4 separate regions of the Mus musculus genome follow, and all the other regions are linked to region 3. Evidence: chromatin contacts called from public Hi-C, Micro-C and promoter capture Hi-C data. All regions are on one chromosome and are shown on one strand. Each heading gives the region's core, a stretch centred on a gene start, on an enhancer-like site or on the middle of the called end of the contact. The rest is flanking DNA. Distances are from core to core; before and after follow the strand shown. Region 1 holds the start of Uba2 (ubiquitin-like modifier activating enzyme 2). Region 2 holds the start of Garre1 (granule associated Rac and RHOG effector 1). Region 3 holds the start of Gramd1a (GRAM domain containing 1A). Region 4 holds the start of Gpi1 (glucose-6-phosphate isomerase 1).

What was found. Promoter capture Hi-C pulls out the DNA fragments that hold promoters and counts their contacts. Hi-C and Micro-C count contacts between places; a contact is called where the count stands out from the background.
Region 1: a contact with region 3 is called in a Hi-C map of embryonic stem cells, with 2.5 times the contacts expected there. The contact joins the promoter of Uba2 here to the promoter of Gramd1a in region 3. A contact is called at or near these places in 1 of 39 promoter capture datasets (stem cell-derived epiblast-like cells), 1 of 484 Hi-C or Micro-C datasets (embryonic stem cells) and 4 of 115 datasets of contacts at active chromatin or transcription factors (acute myeloid leukemia, embryonic stem cells and pro-B cells).
Region 2: a contact with region 3 is called in a Micro-C map of embryonic stem cells, with 5 times the contacts expected there. The contact joins the promoter of Garre1 here to the promoter of Gramd1a in region 3. A contact is called at or near these places in 1 of 39 promoter capture datasets (second pharyngeal arch cranial neural crest) and 1 of 484 Hi-C or Micro-C datasets (embryonic stem cells).
Region 4: a contact with region 3 is called in a promoter capture Hi-C map of pre-B cells. The contact joins the promoter of Gpi1 here to the promoter of Gramd1a in region 3. A contact is called at or near these places in 3 of 39 promoter capture datasets (the HPC-7 cell line, cranial neural crest and pre-B cells).

What each region holds. Positions count from the first base shown.
Region 1 is chr7:34,167,194-34,169,954 of GRCm38.p6, reverse strand. Uba2 (ubiquitin-like modifier activating enzyme 2) reads left to right here and starts at 1,426. Exons shown (of 17, transcript NM_016682.2): 1 at 1,426-1,582. The coding sequence starts at 1,445.
Region 2 is chr7:34,312,147-34,314,846 of GRCm38.p6, reverse strand. It overlaps Garre1 (granule associated Rac and RHOG effector 1), which reads left to right and starts at 1,300. Exons shown (of 14, transcript NM_172741.3): 1 at 1,300-1,355.
Region 3 is chr7:31,149,724-31,152,570 of GRCm38.p6, reverse strand. It overlaps Gramd1a (GRAM domain containing 1A), which reads left to right and starts at 1,400. Exons shown (of 19, transcript NM_027898.4): 1 at 1,400-1,675. The coding sequence starts at 1,668.
Region 4 is chr7:34,228,949-34,231,743 of GRCm38.p6, reverse strand. Gpi1 (glucose-6-phosphate isomerase 1) reads left to right here and starts at 1,408. Exons shown (of 18, transcript NM_008155.4): 1 at 1,408-1,652; 2 at 2,371-2,461; 3 at 2,748-2,795. The coding sequence starts at 1,531. Gm12762 (a long non-coding RNA gene) reads left to right here. Exons shown (of 2, transcript XR_881947.3): 2 at 1-562.

The DNA of each region.
Region 1 (2,761 bases), core at 177-2,676, 3.0 Mb before region 3:
TGGAAAGTGATAGAGTATGATACCCAGAATTCTCCTCTAGCCTGCAGCTGCCAGTGGCCATGGGTTACTGGGTTCCTGAAAGGAAAGCTGGGGATGGATGGGAAGGATGACTAGAGAAATAACAAGCCAAGGCAAAGTTCTCTGAACAAGGCTCAATATAGTCTTAAATTTAAAGGGGGGAGACCCATCCCCCACTTTGTCAGGATCACCTCAGGAAAGCAAGCTCAGCTGTTCTGCAGGTAGCTTCTTGCAGGAAGCTGCAGATGTGGCAGACAAAAGACTTCACCTAGGTCAGAAGACTCCACCCTGGGTGGGCTAGCCTACTGTGGCAGAAACCGGTCTGATTCAGCCAGCTCAAGGCTGGGGGGAAGGGCACACTAGCCTCCACATGTAGTGTGTGTACATGTGGCAGACACACAGGAAACAGTCTCATAACTGATGCTGACTGTACCGGAGTCAGCGTGAATCAGAGAACTTCTTTACAGTCAGTTCCAAGACAGAAAAGTAGAGGAAAATTAGTGTTTCTGTGACCTGATTTCCATCTGAGGCATTCTAGCTCCATGGCTTATCCTCAGAGTGTTACCAGCCATGAATGATTGACAAACAATGGTCAACAGAAGCAAGAGCGTTAGCAGTCATGAGTGGTTGACAAAAGCCACAGTATATTTCATCAATTTGGTGGGTGCAAAAATAATAGCAGTTTTTGCATTGCTGAAAATTTTAATATTGGAATATAGTTGTAAGGTTTATTGTTATTTTTTGTTATGTGTATGAGAATGTATTTGTGAGGATGTAAGCAGTATGTGTGTCTGTTTTCCTGCTGAGGCCAGAAGAGTGTGTTAGATCCCTAGTAGGTGGAGTTACAGGTAGTGTTGAGCTGCCTAATATGAATGCTGACAGCTGAACTCAGGTCCTCTGCAGTAGCAGTATGTGCGCTTAACCTCTGGGCCATCGGTCCAGCTCATGGAGTATATTGATAAATGTGGCTATGTTGTATGTCGTTTAATATGTGTTTCCTGCTTTTTTTTCTTTCTTTCTTTTGTTTTTTCGAGACAGGGTTTCTTCTCTGTGTAGCCCTGGCTGTCCTGGAACTCACTCTGTAGACCATGCTGGCCTCGAACTCAGAAATCCTCCTCGTGTGCCACCACTTCCCGGCCGGGTCATAGCTTTTTTAACCTTTAAATAAAGAGCTTTTGTTGGGAATTCAAACCGAGGTCTTTAGAAGGTGACCCTAGGCATCTCAGGCTGAGAGCTGGTTTGTGTTCCTCTGGAATTGTGTGAGAAGTAATCCCAGGACTCAGGGTGTCGCCTGAGCCCATCCCGGGGCGGGATGGCGGCCGCACTGCGCAGGAGCGGAAGCTGCGCTGCCCTTCCCCCACCGACTTCCGGCTGCCGCTCTGGTTCTCCCGCCTCCGACTGTGAGGCGGCTCGTAGACGTCCCGCCATGGCACTGTCGCGGGGGTTGCCCCGGGAGCTGGCCGAGGCGGTGTCCGGCGGCCGGGTGCTGGTGGTTGGCGCGGGTGGGATCGGCTGTGAGCTGCTCAAGAACCTGGTGCTCACTGGCTTCTCCCACATCGACCTGGTGAGGCCCGGGCTCCGGGTGAATGGCGGTCTGCCTGCGGGGCCCGGTTCCGGGCGGGAGTCAGGGCGGCGCGGCCCGAGAGGCCTGGGGTTAGGATCACCGTGCGGGAAGCGGGTTGGTGGGACGCGGGACTCCGGCTCTCCGGACCTCCTGTTCGCGGCCCTCGGCTCCCTGGGCCTGCGCGCGCCGCCTCCCGAGGCAGTTTCCCCAGTTACACTGGGATGCAAGAAGAGACCCTGTAGATGCTGTGACTTTAATTCAAATATTCTCCAACTTAAAATAACGATCCCGCGGCCGAGCGGTTTGCAGCCACCAGCCACAGCACGCCGGGCGTGCACACGTGCATTCATTCCCGAGTCTGCCACCGGCCCTCAGGTTGCAAGTGCTGTCTGCATCCCGTTTTATTTTTAACAGATGAGGAAAGTGAGACGCTATGAGGTTGAGTAACTTACCCTGGGGGCACGCCGTAAGTGGCTGGTTAGACTCCTTGGGGCTCGCGCTCCTCTGGTCTGGGCATCGTGCAGATCCGTGTTTATGTCATTATAGATACTCCCTGGGGTTTGCAGGATTGGGTGACAGACTGTAATCCGTGCATCGAGAGACTGTAGAACTGGAAGTTTGAGGTCCGCTTGGGCTACGTAGCAACATCTTACCCAAGAAATTAAAAAAAAATTTTTTTTTTTGGTTGTCAGGATTCTTAAGTTTTGCGTTAGCGTAATGTGCAATGACAGGAAACCCCTGTAATTTGTGAATGTGTTGGAGATATTATATGAACCTTGGATGTGAATTGAAGATGCCTTAAGGTTTAACAGAAACACGGGATGAAATTGCAGGTGTCAGGGTTTCAGCTGAGGCAGAATTGGAGGGAAACATTCTTCATTGGTCAGGCTTCACACCCAGTTTTGGTCCATAGAAAATAGTATAATCCATAATATGCTAGTGACGCTTGATGCTATTTTAAGAGTAGATTTTTCAATAGACAGGAGTGAATTGAAAAAGTAAATGCTTGTTCTCTGTTTTAATTTTCTTTGGTTAAATTTTTATAGTGAACTTTGAAGTACAAATGAATATTTCAATGATTATGTTCCATAATTTTCCCATACTACTCTAAACTTTAGAATGTTTGATGATGAGAACATTTTGTTGCTTATGTAAGTTTGTTGAAATAGAATGTAAATG
Region 2 (2,700 bases), core at 51-2,550, 3.2 Mb before region 3:
ACTTTTCTTTATTTCTCTGTAATAAATTTGCCTTCATTTCAGTTACTCCTCTAAGTGTTTATGTCTTTCATCTTTATCACTGTGAGAACGTCAACTTTGTAGCCCCTGACCTGGGTGGACCTTTAATGATCACTGAGTCTCTAGCACCCTAGGATCTGGGGCCAAGCACAACCCAGTCCTGAAAGATTTTGTTGTTTTCAAATACTGCATCAAAATCTACATCCATACTTTCCCCTAATGCTGAGGGTGAACCCAATGCCTGTCCTGTGCTAAGTAAGTGCTTTACCACTAAACTGGATTTCAGCCTGATACAACCATTCCTGCCTCCGGGTTTCAGACCTCGAGTCTGGGCAATCCTGACAGCTTCCCAAGTACTGCCAAATAAGCCCTTGTTTAAAACAGGGAGTTTGGAATGTTCTTAGATAAATCCTATCTTCTCTAGTTTTCTGACAATGAAACATTTGATAATTATTCACCTTTTGTGTGTGTGTGGTTTTTTTTTTTTTTTTTTTTTTTGAGACAGGTTCTATGTAGCCTTGGCTAGCCCTGGATTTGCTATGTAGACCAGGCAGGGTTCAAATTCATAGAAATCTGCCTGCTTCTGTCTTCTGAGTGACTGGGACTTAAAGGTATGCACCACCACTCCCAGCCTAAAACATGTGTCTTAACCTCCCAAACTCTCATTGCAAAACCCTGGGGCTGTAATATGTGCCCCTGACAAGTTGAGTAGTACTCTATCTCCGAGCTACGATCTCGGGTCCCTTTCGCCTATTTGTGTTTTGCTGTGTGCTGTCATGTAGTCCTCCTCAGGTTTTGTTTTAAAATTCCTTTTTTTTTTTTTTTTTTTTCCTTTTTCTTTTAGGGATCTTAGCTCTTGATCTAACCCGGAGGGTAATTATCTGGACATCCACTTCCATTGGGTCGGGGTACTCTCTCCTTCTCTCTTCTACTTTCCCCTCCTACCATCTGCCACAAATGGCACTACATCATTACAGTGATTTGTGACAGTAGTATTCTGTTGGCACCGCTCACGAAGCAATCCCTGAGGGTGCTAGTACTATCCCGCTCCTACATCGTCTGTCAGGTGTGATGTCTAGCGATCAATGGTTCTATCATTAATTTCAATGATAAATACGCGAGGACGCAACCGAGCCCCTCAGCAGGGTTCCGACTAGGTCTGGAAACAGGGAGGGAACGCAGAGCTTCGCCGCCGCCCATCCAGCACGAGGGGAGGGTGGGCTCCGGCCGGGGAAACCGCAGCGACCGCCTGGGGCGGGGGCGGGGCCGCCCGCCGACGTCACTTCCGGTGTACACAGCCGGTCCGGGCGGTGCGCCGGAGCCGGGGCGCTTCGCAGGTGAGGTACGGTCGCCAGCGGGCTCGGGTCGGCGGGGACTGGCTAGGGGTAGCGGGCGGCGGGTCGCAAGGGCGACTGGCATCGAGGCGAGCTCGCGGGGTGCCGCTTCCCTCGGCGCCGTCCCTCGCCCGCCTGCTGTGGAGGACGCCGGGCTCGGCGGGCGCTGGCCGGGCGGACGGAAGCCCGGAGGGGCCTCTCGGCGCGCGCCCGGGACGAGACCCTGAGGGGCGCGTTGGCGCTGAAGGACGCGGCTGCCTTGGGCCGCCGCGGGGGATCCGCTCCCGGAAGCTCGGGGCGCCGTGCGCCCGGGGCTGGCGGCCTGTGGGCGACCTGGGTCCACGGGCACAGGCGGGCGCCGCTGCCCTCAGGCCGCCCCGCGGCTCCCCGGCCGGCCGCGCGCCCCTTCCTGGCTCCCTCTGAGCCCGTGGGCGCGGCGGGGGTCAGAGGAGGGCCGAGGCTGGGCTAGGACTGAGGAAGGACCCACACCCGTCGGGCGAGCGCCGGGGTCAGGGGTGTGTCTTCCTGCTCCTCGTGGAGCAGGGGAAAAAGAGCATGCCTGTTTGGCATGATAAGAATTTTGTTTATACTTTAACCAAAATTGCCTGGGAAACGATCAGCCTGGGGAGCCCCCAGTTTGAAAATAGATTGTCCTTGCCCTTCCCCACCCGTTGCCATTATGAAAGCGATTCATTCTTCTGTCCTTGTAAAAAACACTCGCCACTGTATACAAAGTGTCAGGAGGGAAAATGACCACGGCGACTCGGTGACAACCGCTCCTAACATTTTGGTGACATCAGTAAGTGCAGATATATATACTGTCACTCTTAGAGGTTTTGTAGTAGAACATCGAGTACCATAATTTATCCAAACTCTAATGAATATTTGATTGTCCCTGTCACAAGAAAAAACACTTGTGGCAAAAAGGATTTATTTGATTATTGTCTTCGGCTAAATTTACAAATGGGGGTCAAAGGTAACATTCCGTTTTTCTCCTTGTGGATATGCTTGGAAACCTCAAACGCACTGTTGTAGAAAATTACATCTGTGTTTGCTTCTCATAATTGCTTTAACATTTTTAACCTTTTTTAAAAAATTTGTTTATTTACTCATACTTATTTTGAACAGACCCCCACGGTGTAGACCAGATTGGCCTTAAGCTCACAGAGATCTCTCTGCTTCAGTTTCTCAAGTGCTAGAATTAAAGACACAGGCCAAGAGGCCTTGCCTTTGTATTTGTTTTTATTTTTAAGACATATTTCCCAAGTGGCAGTATAGTCATCCAGGTAACCATTGTTGTCTTATTATCTTATTTTAGGCTTAAAGTTCTAAGAATGTATTTGTAAAA
Region 3 (2,847 bases), core at 151-2,650:
TTGAAATGAATATTCACTAAGTAAAAATGTAAAAATTTGTGCGGTTGGTGGTTCCTGCCTGTAATCCCAGCATTTAGGAGGCTGAGGCAAGTTCATAAATTCGAGCCCTGACTCAGCTACATACTGAGGTTTGAGGCCAGCCCAGGCTATATAATGATATCCAACCCACCCAAGCCCTCACCACCGAAGTAAATGTCTTTCTAAGAGTAAACAAGCTACGGACGTATAAAAAGAGCAACACAGAAAGATGGAAGGCAGCCATGCAAGAAGAGCGAGCTTCCTCCTGTGGAAGGGATAGCAGTGCAAAGGTCCTGAGGCCGGAGGCAGGTGGGATGAGCAGGGGGGTAGATTGACACCTGGGATAATCAACCAGGAGGCTAAGGAGGAACCAGTTAGACAGACAGGTGGAAGGGGCCCAATCAGGAGGGCTCTGGACACCAAGATGAGCACTTTTTTTTTTAAAACAAGGAATGAGGTGGAGCCAGGGTAGGGCTTGAAGCCAAGAGGCCTCTGGCCAGACTTGGCGATTCACAGGCTAGAGCTCTGGCTGTAAGTGGTAACAGAGCGGGATAGGAATGGAAACCAAACAAGGTGGGACTGGGCCTACTGTAGCTGGACAAGAGGCTGAAGGCCGAAGAGGGGTGGGGAGAAATCCCTGGGCTGGGTCCCAAAGCCAGAGGCTCGTTCACATTGTGTTCTCCAACAAGGACGACAACCACGCCTGGCTTGCAGAGGTGGGTGCAGGGCTGGCTGGCACAAGAACTCGTCCTACACTGCAATGTATGGTCATTTCCCGTCCTGAGGCTCGGCAGGCTTCCCAGTATCAAAAACGCTGATGAGCCCTGCCCCTGTGCTGTTCTGGGGGAAACCCCTTGCCTGGGAGCAGGGGGCTCCCCAGGCCTGAGGGACTTGCCCAAGCGCACACAGCACTGCTAGGAGCCGGGTGGGCTGGAATCTGACGTGGTCTGCACGATTAGGCTGGGGAAGTCTCCATACACACGCGCGCGCGGAAAAGTGAACGCTTCTAAGGCAGGAACTGAGGTTCTGAGGCTGGGTGGGGAGAACGGGAAGAGGCTTTCCACCCTCCAGCTGTGGTTCCCCGACCCCACCCCCAGACTTCCGCCCCAGGCCAGTTCTTCCCAGCATCAGCCTGTCACCCACCTCCATCCCACTTCTCAGAGACTCTTCTGGGTCCAGGGGAGAAGCCCAGGGTGTTTAAACTTGTTTGCTCATTTGTTTTGAAGACAAATTCTCACTCTGCATTCCAGTGGCCTGGAATTCATTATGTAGCCCAAGCTGGCCTCGAACTCATGCCAATCCTCCTGTCTCAGCCTCTGGGATGTGAGGCGTGCGCTATCACGCCCCGCCCAGGCTGCTCATTTTAAATAAAAATTTTCTTCTGTCTCCCAGCCGGACTCTTTCCCCAGCCATCCTAGGCCTAGGCCCGCGCTCGCGTCCATGTCCCCCTCCCGGCGGGGGCGGCGCCGTGACGCGCGGGGCGGGAGCAGGAAGGGGGTGTCGCTGACGCCGAGGCGGCCTCCGGCGGCTCCGGCCTTTTGTGCGGGTGGCAGGGTCCGGTGGAGGCGGCGGCCGAGGCAGGCGAGGCCCGGGAGGCCCATCTCAGAGCAGCCGGCCGGGTCCTGCCCTGCAGCCGGGGCGCCGCATCCATGTTCGAGTAAGCACCGGGCCTCGGGGTGGGAAGCGGGGACGGTGGTGCGATCGGGCTGCGGCAGAGGGCCGGAGCTGGGTTTCCAAGCTGGTGCATGTAGGAGCGACCCCGCTGGGGACCAGAAGGGGTACACGTGAGGGATTGCAACCTGGCGGCGAGACCCAAGATTGGGGCGTCACTACCGGCCTGGGACGCATATGGGCAGCGGGGAGCTCCTCTAGGCCCTGATCGTCCCCCTACGGGGAGCCCTGACCCAACACCCAGATGAAAGGGCCGCGAGCAGCCCCACCCCCCATCCCCATTACTGGGCAGGCCCCGCAGATCCTCCGGTCGGTGGTCCCCGTTTGTCGTGGGGGCTGGGGAAAAGGAGCTTCTTTGAGCCTGAGATCTCGGCGGGGTGGGGGTCGGGTGTGTTCTGCCCCCCTCCCGCCCCCGCCACTCCTGCCTGGTCACCTGTGCCTGCGGGTTTCCGTTTGTGATTGTGCTCAGCGTGGTGTGTGTGTGTGTGTGTGTGTATGTGTGTGTGTGTGTGTGTGTGTAACAGCTGGGATTCTTTGGGGCAATGTTGTGTGGCTGTCTGTATGTTATCTATCATCTTCTGTGTGATGGCTACCACCCAGGTCGAGTGCATCTGGTGCTCTTGGACCCACTGTGGTTGTGTGTGAGACGTGTCTCATTTTCTTTGTGGCACCGTGTGCAAATCACACATTCTGAGCTTGTGCCTCATTGTGACTTGTACAGCATTCCGCTTCAGTCTCTTGGCTGACTGTACCTATAATTCACCATGAATTACGTCTGTGAGTTACCTCCGTGAGCTCTCATTGTGATTTGAGTATGTGTGCATGTGGTTGGGGCTCAGCTGCTGTGCGCCTGACATCCACATTTGGATGTCTTTTGGTTCCGTGAACAAGTAGAAATTGCATGTGTCTACCGGTGACAGTGTGGTGTCACTGGGCCCTGTGGGTGGCTCACTTACCTCTGATTCCGTCTGTGGGAAAGTCCCAGTGTATCCAAATGTGGCATTGTTGCATGCCTTGGGTGTGTGTGGGAGATTGTCTCTGTCTCTCAGACCCTTTGTGGCTTTGTCTGTTGAAAGAGACAGAGACCCCTTGTGGTTTTCTCAGCTGAGAACCCTCCCTCCTGGGATGTTGGGTGTAAACTTAACTGCTTTGCAAAGC
Region 4 (2,795 bases), core at 159-2,658, 3.1 Mb before region 3:
CTCATTTGAAGTCTCCCTTGTCCCTCGGACTTGTGGATAAGAATCCAGTTTTTCTAGGAAGTTGGATCCTAAAGTGCATATCTTGCCCTTTCTCTCTAGGCGATTATGGATCCCTCACTCATTCCATCCTCTATGTCCGTCTCCTCCTGCTTGACTGAAGCTCCCTCCCTCAGGACCTGCTTTAGCTCACTGAGCTAACTGATCCATTAGGCAGTGTGTCAGATAAAGTCCCTGCTCCATGTGGACTTGTTCAGTGGCTCCTCATCTCTAAACAGAAATCAAAATTCTCACAATGATTTGTAAGCCACTGGGTGAATTCCCTTCTCTAATGTCACCTCTATGACTTCTTCCCCTAATCTGCTCCACTCCAGCCACATGTGTCTTCTGTTTGTGGGACATCTATGGGTGCTGTTTGTGGGACATCTATGGGTGCTCTTGTCTCAGACTTTGCAGTGTCTTTTCCCTTTGACTGAACACTTTCCTTCCAGGTAGCCAACTGGCTCATTTCTTCCCCTTCATGCTTTTACTCAAATATAATAAAGAGTGAATTTTTTTTTCTTAACCATTTAGTTAAAGGAAATGCTTATTTCCAACCTGCCTTTAAATATATATACATATAATTTCATTTTTATTGTGTGGTGGATATTTTATTAATTATGTGTGGGAGTGGACATACAATTTTTATTATGTGTGTGGGGTGGGTATATAATTTTAGCATTAATTATGTGTGGGGTGGGTATGAGCATAAGGATGCAAGTGCCATTGGTATTCCCATTGGTTGCAGCGGGAGTTACAGGCAGTTATGAGTACTGGGAACCCAATTCAGGTCCTCTGCAAGGGAACTATGTGTTCTTAACCACAGTTTCATCTCTGGGGCTTCATCCAGTTTGCCTCTTCTCAGGAGCACTTGCCAGCTCTGAAATCCCATAAATTCTATTTACTTATTTGGCTTACGTACCCACAACACTTGCTTTAGTACCTCTAACCAGGAAGGCATTCCATAAAGTTCTGCTAAATTGGGCTCAGCCGGTAAGAGCACTCAACTACTCTTCCGAAGGTCCTGAGTTCAAATCCCAGCAAACACATCCGTAAGGAGATCCGACTCCTTCTTCTGGAGTGTCTGAAGACAGCTAGAGTGTACTTACATATAGTAAATAAATTCTTTAAAAAAAAAAAGTTCTGCTGAATTGAATACATGAATGAATGAAAGAAGCAAGCGGATCTGGCACGAGAAACTCCGCCTCTGCCCTTCAAGTCACTTCCGAACAGAAGCCAGCCAAGGTTCATCGCAAGTGGCCACACTTGTGTTACAGAGAGGCCAGCAGAGGCCCCCAGATCTACAGCTGCCGGCAAGGTCGCCTAGCGGACGCGGAGGACAGAGGTGGGGCGGGGCCGGAGGCGGGGCGGGGTCGGACGCCTGCGCCATAAAGCCCGCTGCGCGCACTGGTACCGACTTGCCGCGCGCCGCCGCTCCTCTTTCCTTCCTCTTCCGAGCACGTCCTGCTCCGTGTACCTCTCGGGTCCCTCGCCATGGCTGCGCTCACCCGGAACCCGCAGTTCCAGAAGCTCCTGGAGTGGCACCGCGCGAACTCTGCCAACCTCAAGCTGCGCGAACTTTTTGAGGCGGATCCGGAGCGCTTCAACAACTTCAGGTGCACGCACGGGGTCGGGGCTCCCGTGACCCCCCCCCCCCCAGCAGCCCTGCAGGGCCCAGGCCGGGGCCGCACTTTGTCCTTGATGCCTCCTTGGAGTGGGTTTTGGGACCCGCGTGCTAGCCAGAGGGCCGAGGCTGCTTAGTCATTAGGAGGAATCGGCTCCTCCTTGGGGATCCCTTCGCCCCCGCCTCTCAGTCTCAGCCATTTGAGTAGGGATTTCTAACCACCCATGAGGAGGAGCAGCCGCTGCTGGCTCGACAGGCACGAGAGAGCTGTCCCCTCCCACCTGCTCCTAGTGGGCTTTGGTCAGACAGGGTGGGTAAGGCTGAGATTTCCTGGGAGCCACGGTGTAAAAATAGAGCGGCGGAGGCAGGATGCAGAGGCCAGAGAGACTTGTGAGCGACTGCGAAATAGAAGGGAGGGTGGAAGAAATCGTACATGTGATGCATCTTCGTGCCTTGTCACTGATGCCAGGAGGCGAGGGACCTGGGATGACCACCTGTGGTTCCTCACTGGACGTCCCTGATACCTCTCCCTGGGTGTTTCCTTGTAAGTTTGAGATGTGGAGCTTGAAGGGGGAAGTTCTGCCCAGGATCTGTCTACATCTTCTTTCTGTGGCGTGGCTTCCTACACTACTTAACACTGCTACAGGTCAGCCTTTGTGGCCAGGCACTGCCGCTGGGGTGTGACCAGCAGCGTCTCCATCTTTCTGCAGCTTGAACCTCAACACCAACCATGGGCATATTCTGGTGGACTACTCCAAGAACCTTGTGAACAAGGAGGTGATGCAGATGCTGGTGGAGCTGGTAATGTTCTGACTGGGGAGTTGTGATCTCTGGGTTGGGTTGTGGGTGGGGGCTGCGCTTTGTTTTGGGTTCTAGGTCCCGGTGTGGAGTTGGTATCCCAGGGATCTCCAGGCCCCCTGCTGATTGAGCAGACTCTTTGAAGATGCTGGAAAAGGAATCTGTCTATGAAGAACATCTGTCAGCCTCAAGGGGGGGGGGGAGTGGGGGGGGAGGGGGGCTGGACTTGTGATAGGTGATGAGGATGGGGGATGGGATACAAGACCTCAGCAGTGGCTTCTCTCCCTAGGCCAAGTCCAGAGGCGTGGAGGCTGCACGGGACAACATGTTCAGTGGT